Regions from separate parts of the Mus musculus genome. Here region 1 is linked to region 2. The links are chromatin contacts, called in public ChIA-PET maps. All regions are on one chromosome and are shown on one strand. The core of a region is the stretch at or near the end of the contact, and the rest is flanking DNA. Distances in the headings are between cores, read along the strand shown.

The links. ChIA-PET counts read pairs in DNA pulled down with a chosen protein or histone mark.
Region 1: a contact with region 2 is called in an RNA polymerase II ChIA-PET map of memory CD8 T cells, with 16 read pairs. The contact joins two enhancer-like sites. A contact is called at or near these places in 3 of 484 Hi-C or Micro-C datasets (the G1E-ER4 cell line and the HPC-7 cell line) and 1 of 115 datasets of contacts at active chromatin or transcription factors (memory CD8 T cells).

What each region holds. Positions count from the first base shown.
Region 1 is chr1:69,757,065-69,761,005 of GRCm38.p6, reverse strand. No RefSeq gene overlaps it. Among named protein-coding and RNA genes, the nearest start is that of Gm29822, 29 kb to the left of the region's middle. Within about 2 kb of position 1,270, at least 61 of the 459 cell types and tissues checked have an H3K27ac peak or open chromatin away from gene starts, as enhancers often do. A contact at or near this core is called in memory CD8 T cells, where this site is marked.
Region 2 is chr1:69,496,619-69,500,509 of GRCm38.p6, reverse strand. No RefSeq gene overlaps it. Among named protein-coding and RNA genes, the nearest start is that of Gm28497, 67 kb to the right of the region's middle. Within about 2 kb of position 1,404, at least 36 of the 459 cell types and tissues checked have an H3K27ac peak or open chromatin away from gene starts, as enhancers often do. A contact at or near this core is called in memory CD8 T cells, where this site is marked.

The DNA of each region.
Region 1 (3,941 bases), core at 21-2,520, 260 kb before region 2:
GAAAGAAATTTCTATTGTGCATTATAAGCTTCAATTGTGAGATTATGTATTTGCGGACAGGAGCTGGTAGAATGGAGGGACACTCATATCATGAAAAACTGATGATCTCAGACAAAAGGGTCAGTTTCTTGTCTGTTCTTCGACCTTTTAAAAATAATAAACCACCTTCCTAACAAGAGTTTACTCCACAGAAGCATCTTAATATGCTGTGATGACAGATTGCTACTGCCTCAATGGGGGCTCACCCTCTTGAGGAAGAGGTGGGGGACATGAACCACGTACAGTTAACATGTCTGGCTTTAAATACAAGCACAGGTACATTTCAGAAAGTGAATATGTTAATTTTCAAATAAAATTACAAGGAGTGTCATTATAATTGGTGTGGCTGCACAGACATTGTCAGAAAGCAGGGAGGAGGAGCCGGGATCACAAATTGGAGTGTGTATGCTCTGTTAATGTGCATTTTAAATACCTGCCACAAACACAGACCTGTGAAACGGAGACGGTGTCCATTGTTTCTCATCTTTTATGATTTGTGTTCTATTTTCATATTCACTCATGCCTTACCTCCATTGCAAAAAAATAGAAATGAGACCAATTCTAGAATAAATAGAAGACTTTGGAGATGGATCAATGGGTCCTTGGCACACAAGAAAGGACTGGAGGTCAGTTCCCAACACACATGTACTAAAACATTAATAGAGGACGTGGAAAAAACGTGAACGTGCGCTTAACATGAATGCAGGGTAGAGGCCACCAGCTCGCAGGACATTCTATTTGTATTTTCAGCAGCTTGTGACTGTTGTCTTCCATGAGTTGTGCTCATGGCCTAAAGACAAGCCCTTAGTAATGGGAAACAGTAACAAAAGCATTTTTTAAAATGCCCAAATGTTTCAGGCACATAGGATAAGTCCCTGTCCTAGAATTATCTTGCAGTTTTGCCTCTGATGGCATAATTTCTAAAAGAAAGGATCAGATACCTCAGACAGAAGACTGGTCAGCATTGTTTAGAGCTGGAATGCCTCCAACTCATCATCTAAATTTGAAATTAAAAATCGCACCCTTCCAGAAGTTTTATCTTTTTACATCGGAAGCAATATTTCTTTTCTAGCGCCATCCTCATTAGCATGCGTAGGGTAGAGTCTTCACCAGTAACTGAGGCTTTGGGTATTTGGTTTCATTTTCTTGTCCGGTTCCAGACCACACAGGCAGTCTCCTGACATCTTTCAGACGCACTTCCTTCTAACCCAAAGTGAGCGAGCCTTGGTAAAGTCAGCCATAGGGAGGAGCTCCATAGCAACTGCAAAGGGGGCCTCTGCATAGACGCGCAGTTCTAGAGGAATTATGCTTGTTATTCACGGTAATGCAACGGACTCGCAGTAAAATTATCTTCTGCCGCCGGTAGGAGAAATGAGTAATTCAAAGAGCCTGAGGTTGTTTCTTAAGCTCCCCTTGTGCCAATTGAGTTGTATTATTTTGCAACCTTTGCTTCTGTCTTTTGAAAGCAAAGATTCAGAGCCTAAAGTGACACTAACCTTGGTTAGTAAAGTGATTTAAATGACTGTGGTCTTCAAACTGAAAAAATAAAAAGAAAGAGAGCTAGAATAATTTTGTCACTAAATTTTGTAATTTTCCTTTCCACACTTGAAGTAATTTTAGCCCTTTAAGAAAGCCCGCCGAGTTACTATAGAAGACATTGCCAGTACAGGCACTGCAATATCAGTCACCCTTACAGTTCATAGAAAGAAAATCAAATTCTATTTTAGTGAAGTTTTCATAACAGCCTTTTGGTAATAATGTTGAAGAATCATGATATATTTAAGAGATATTAATTCCAGTGATAGTCATTTATCTTTGATGTCAGAGACAGACAAAGGCTTGGGGAATAGAAGATTTACAATGACATATTATAGACTCACTTTCTAGATCTTAGAATTTTTTTTTTATTCTTCCTCTCAAACGACAGATAATGAAGCTTTATCAACTTCCTTTTATTAAAGCTAAAAATATACCCCTTAATAGGATCATAAACATTTAATGAAACTTACAGCTGTATTGAATCTTAAAATTAGGTGAGAATGGCCAGTAGTTCATAGAAAAGTAAATCAGCATAATTCATACAGTATAATTCATATAAGTTTACAACCCTGCTTATTTTAATTCAATACATCCCTGGGTCTGACCTCTCTCCTGACGTCCAGACTCACATTACAAACTTCCAAAATGAACCTGCTATCCAAAAGAGAGTCCATTTTCTTTCTAAGCACGTCTGAGACAGGTAGGTCAGCATAATAAGCTTAAATTTAAGAAGCTGGAAGAGGATGCTAGACACTTTCTCCATTTCTGCCTACTGTTTTCTGAGGATAATGTAAAAATTATTAATATCTCTCAGTCGTAAGTTGGAGTCCCCAGAAAGATGCGAACTCAAGTAAGTGTGGCTTACAGAAGTCCATTGCAGGACAGGGAAAGCAAGGGGACGGTGGCACAACCATCTATGAGCAACCGTAGTCGCTTTGAGGGTAACTTTGGCTCTATCCCAAAGAACAGAACTGACAGTAGGTCTATTCTGCTAGGCAATGTTGGGGACATATGTAAATCCTCTACTCTGTCAGTGGTTTGGTAGAAGTTGACCATGAAGGGTATTAGTCCTTGTGATCCTTCTTACAAAGTGGAACCAGGTGGGTTATAGACACTCCAGAACAATTTTCCAGTAAGGAGACAGAAATTGTAAGAAGGAAGCCTCTGGAAGGAGCCAAGGTGTGCAGAGATGAACACCTTGTGTAGGAGTGAACTGGGCTTCTGCCTAGTCTTCACTCAGGTCAGTTTTTAAAAGTAATGCTTAGACAGGTAACGATTCTTACTCTTTTTCTATTTAATTCCTCTTACACTATTCTTTGTTCCTTCTCCATGCATCTTGAAATTGGCAGAGATCAGTTGCTGGCAGTAAGGTACAACCAGATGTGTCACAGATGCAGTTCCTTATTGGACTATGCTTCACACCTTAATCAAATGTGGTGTACTCTTCTGGGCAGTTCAGAATTCTAATAGCTTACTGTAACATCTTCATATTTAGAATTTGATGTAGGCTTATATAACAAAGAATGCAAAATAACCGTGGTCCTCCAGACCAGCAGGGGCAGCAGAGAGCATAGCTGTTTTCAAGAACCTGGTCTCTCACCACTGTAAGAAGGCTGCTCCAGTGGCATCCATCACCCCTTCCTTCCAAGGAACAGGCATTCAAGGCACAAAGATGAAACAAGGGGCTTAAGCATGACATAGCTGCTCATCTTGTATTTATAGTAGAGGATCCAGCTACTCATATTTATGGTGGATCTGAAAATTCCCTCACAGAAACATTCAGAGTACTAGGTGATTCTAAATTCAGACAAGAGGATAAGATTAATCATTGTAAATCCATCCTTTGTCAACTTGACATCTATCCAAATACATCATGTTTTAAATGTCTTTTATTTTTTTAATTAAAATATAATTACATCTTTACCCTTTGCCTTTCCTTCCTCCAAACCTTCTTATACACCATCTCCTGCTCTCTCTCTCAAATTCATGGCATATATATATATATATACACACACACACACACACACACACACACACACACACACACATATATATGGAGGACACCAAGCAAACAACACCTTCCAGATACAAGACTGATAAGCATTTGAACTCAGAAACTGTGACAACCTGCACCCAGCCTGCAAGGTCTGTGCCCGATGGGGTCCCAGGGCTGAGAGCAAAATAGACACAAGCCCCTATCCTTAAGCCAGAAGTTATCTCCAATTGATAACAGCTTAAAATGGAAAATCAGTTTCCTCCAATAGAGTTTCACTGGGCATAGAAACCACATATAAGAGCAGTAGATGGCTAACACAAAGTTTACTCAGTGGTATTTTGGGAGGGATTTTTGGTTTGGTTTGGTT
Region 2 (3,891 bases), core at 155-2,654:
CAGAAAGGATACAAGCAAACTGAATAGGTGAATATCCTCATTTTGAGAATGTTTTAAAGGAGAAGGCAAGCACATTGATTCTTCATGAGTGGGAAGTCTTTTTTTTTTTAATCTCCATATCACTCCTGGTGTCTGACCATACCACAATTCTTCATCCTCAGGGGAAAGTGTGGGCTTTGGACATCACAAAGCCTTCTTCCTGGGTTTTCTTCTTCACGTGATGTTTTGACTCACTTACATGACTTTCTGATGAACTGTGGCTCCCAGTTCTCCTAGCATTACAGAGTACTTCCCTGCAGAAATTATCCACATGTGAAAATTTGTATGAGAGGCCTACTTCAAGATATTTTGTGAACATTTTCTTAGAATCATAAATATTCTTTGTATTAAGAAATATTTTTGATTTTTTTTCTTCTTCACCCGGTATGTTAAAGTTTGTTCATATCTTCATCTTTTCTTTTCTTCCCAGCTCCTGAATATATACTAACTACCTATAGCATCTTCTTCGAAATCTGAACAATTTGCTGCTGACTGGCTCCTACGGAGTAACAAAACCATTCTCTCTCGGTTTTGGTACTATGATGTTTCCACTTATCTACTGGGCGATTCCATATTTAGTACCCTAATTATGATCTAATGATCACAGAGCTGTGGGAGGAAATTCACATTTACTTGCTTAAGTAGGATAAGTTGTCAGTTTAAGTCAAGATTAAAAACACCCTCTATCTTTTGGAACCTTTTAACTCACTAAAAGAGGTACCTTTTATACAGCCGAGTTAAGCCAGCTTTCCAAGAACAAGCTCTAGTGCAGCTTTAAGGAGCTGGCTTGGCATGGTCTGAAGATCTTTGGAGGCTGTCTTGTGTCCTATTTTTTATAAGTCAAAAGACTGTAAAGGAAACCATTGACAGGTGTCCTTACACGCCCAACAAGATTTAGGAATGACTTACATATGAAAATACAGCAAAGGCACAGACTTTTTAGATTTCAAATACAGAAACTCTCTTGTCTCCAAGTGCAAACCATTTCCCTGATATCTCTGGAAAAAATAATAGCGGGGCACCTTGAACTTTCATTTTCTCTCTGAGAGAATGACTTCAGGGCTTGTTTTGGTATTGGGCGATCATCCCTTTATTAGAGGAAATGAAGGTCTTCTTTTTAAACTTCCTCTAACTGTGCTGGTCTACTCAATATTATGTGGCCAATTCTGAGAAGTATTATAGAGTAGCAGACCACCAAGGGCTCCCTAAGAGATTAAGAAAAGATGAGTAAGCAAATTAGTCAGCTAAATGAACGGAGTTGCTTCAGAAGACAGGAGCTCTTTGCCTCCATCACGATATGCCTCATTAGTTCCATTAGCTGCTCTTCAGCATAGCCATTACCCTGCCCACTCGTTTCTAAGCAGTTTCACTATGTCAACGTTGATTCCCCCTGCACACACACCCACCCACTGGCTTACAGCTATTATATCACCTTCCAAGAGCATTGATTTTTAAGTCAAGTGTCACAAATTTCACAGTCATCATTTCCTTGCAAGCCTGAAACTGACGACTGCTGCTTCGTGCTTTCATTATTTCAGAATTAATCACTTGCTCCCATTGGCCGCTCCCAGCAGCCTCCTGCCCTGTTAAACTCAATGTTTAATTGTTCTGTGCTTTAATTGACAGATGCTAAAGTATCCCCTCATCTTGTGTTTTAGCAAACATAACTAATTAAGAGGTGGTTAGGAAAGAGACTGAAAACACATTTTCTTATTAAAATGATTAGATGTTTGTAGGACATCTCTTCTGTGTCTAAAATTGGAAAGATTACATTGGAGACATGACAGAAATTCATGCAATGACAAATTCCAACCCTGAAGTTCTGACAGTTTTAGTATATGAAGTGATGGAGAGGTAGGCTAGAACCCATGCTATGAAGCTAACTTAGATTAGATTAATTTTACATTCCTTACATTACCTTACAATTTCAGGAAAATTCAGTAACTCAGCAACTGGTGAAGATCCCCCCCCCAAAAAAAAGTATCAATTATTGCTGGAACTCGGAACACCTACTTGGAAATTTTTGAAATAGAAATATACCTCTACAGTTGAAATTTTAGTCTAGTTGTCACTAAAGGAGATTATGTAGCCAAATTCTATAAAGCATCTCTTGAAGACTGCTAAGACACACCATTGCTTCATTATCTTAGCACAATATCCATATGCACATTCTTTTCTTTTCCTCTACAGAAATATGATCAGAGTCACTTTTTGAAGAAATTCCTACAGCTGTTTAACACTGTCAGTGTGGCACAGGCCTTTAATCCCAGCACTTGGGAGGCAGAGGCAGGTGGATCTCTGAGTTCGAGGGCAGCCTGGTCTACAGAGTGAGTTCCAGGACAGCCAGGGCTACACAGAGAAACTCTGTCTCGAAAACAACAACAACAAAAAAGATTTTAAAAAAAAGGTCATTTTTAAAATCCACTTTCAGAGATGCAGGGCTAGGAAGAAAGAAGAGAACACATCGTTTGATTTAGGGTTGATTGGAATCAGCTTTTCCTTCCCTAGCATCTGATTTTCCTGTTTCTAGGAAATAAAAGGTATGTGAGCTCCAGCATCACAGTCCCCAACAATGCCAGGCTTTACTGTGATTGCCACACCTCGTTCCTCCACGCTGTGTTGACAGTCCTTAGCGGGGCTCTTGTCTTTGGCCTTAGCTACCAGCCTCAACATTCACATACGAAACCTACTTCTTTACAGGGATCTTTATCTAAACACTAACTAGTTTCTATCCCCACGCCCGTGTAAATCTTTTCTGAAAATCCTCTAAGTGCCTAAATTAAGTTTGAAGTCATCTGTCAGTGTTCTTATTGTTGTTCGCAGGCTTGCTCCATTTCTCCTTGGCTTCCCATGACCTACCTGTGAGGCACACTCTCAAACTCATTCCTTTCTGAACTTCCTTCAGTATTAATCACATAATACAATTTATTCACAGAGCCTTTCCTGTCCTGATGGAGAAAAAAAAATGATCTTTTTCTAGGGACATTGCCTATTTGGTTGCAACTTTGTAGATTTACCTCTCTCTCTCTCTCTCTCTCTCTCTCTCTCTCTCTCCCCCTCATTCTCTCTCTCTCTCTCCTTCTCTTTCTGTGTGTGTGTGTATGTGTGTGTGTGTGTGTGTATATGTGTGTATGTGTGTATATGTGTGTATGTGTGTGTATATATGTGTGTATGTGTATATGTGTGTGTATTTGTGTATGTGTGTGTATGTATGTATGTGTGTGTATGTGTGTATATATATATGTGTGTGTATGTGTATATGTGTGTGTATTTGTGTGTATATATGTGTATATGTGTATGTGTTGTGTGTGTGCATGTATGTATGTAGGAGGATGTAGATGACACATTCCATTGTATGACTATGCTTTAATGGTTTTCATTGCCTATGGTGTTATCAGAGTACCTCAAATGTAGAGGTTGTCCAGCAGTACAAACATTTCTAACTCTCATATAAGTGCATACAAACAACACTGGAGTATACTTTGGGCAAGTCTATGACCTAGTGCATAGCTATATAGGTACAATATAGCAAACATTATGGTTCCATTGTTAAGAGCTCTCCAATCTACACCACAATCCATACTTGAACTACATATTTCTAAAGCTCCAGTAGAAACATGCCTGACATGCACAGTGACACTTCACACTGGCAAAGAGAACACTAAACCAGATGATTTTTGCTGGAAATCTCTATCGGCCACTCTTGTTTTGTGTTATTTTGGTTACGTTTTCTGTAGTAGATAGCAGTATAGCATATAATGTTGGCCTTAATTTCTTTATGGTTTCCTATCCTTAGTAACAAATGCACATCTGGTTAGCTAAAGGCATCTTAGCCTCAGAGTACAGCCTGGA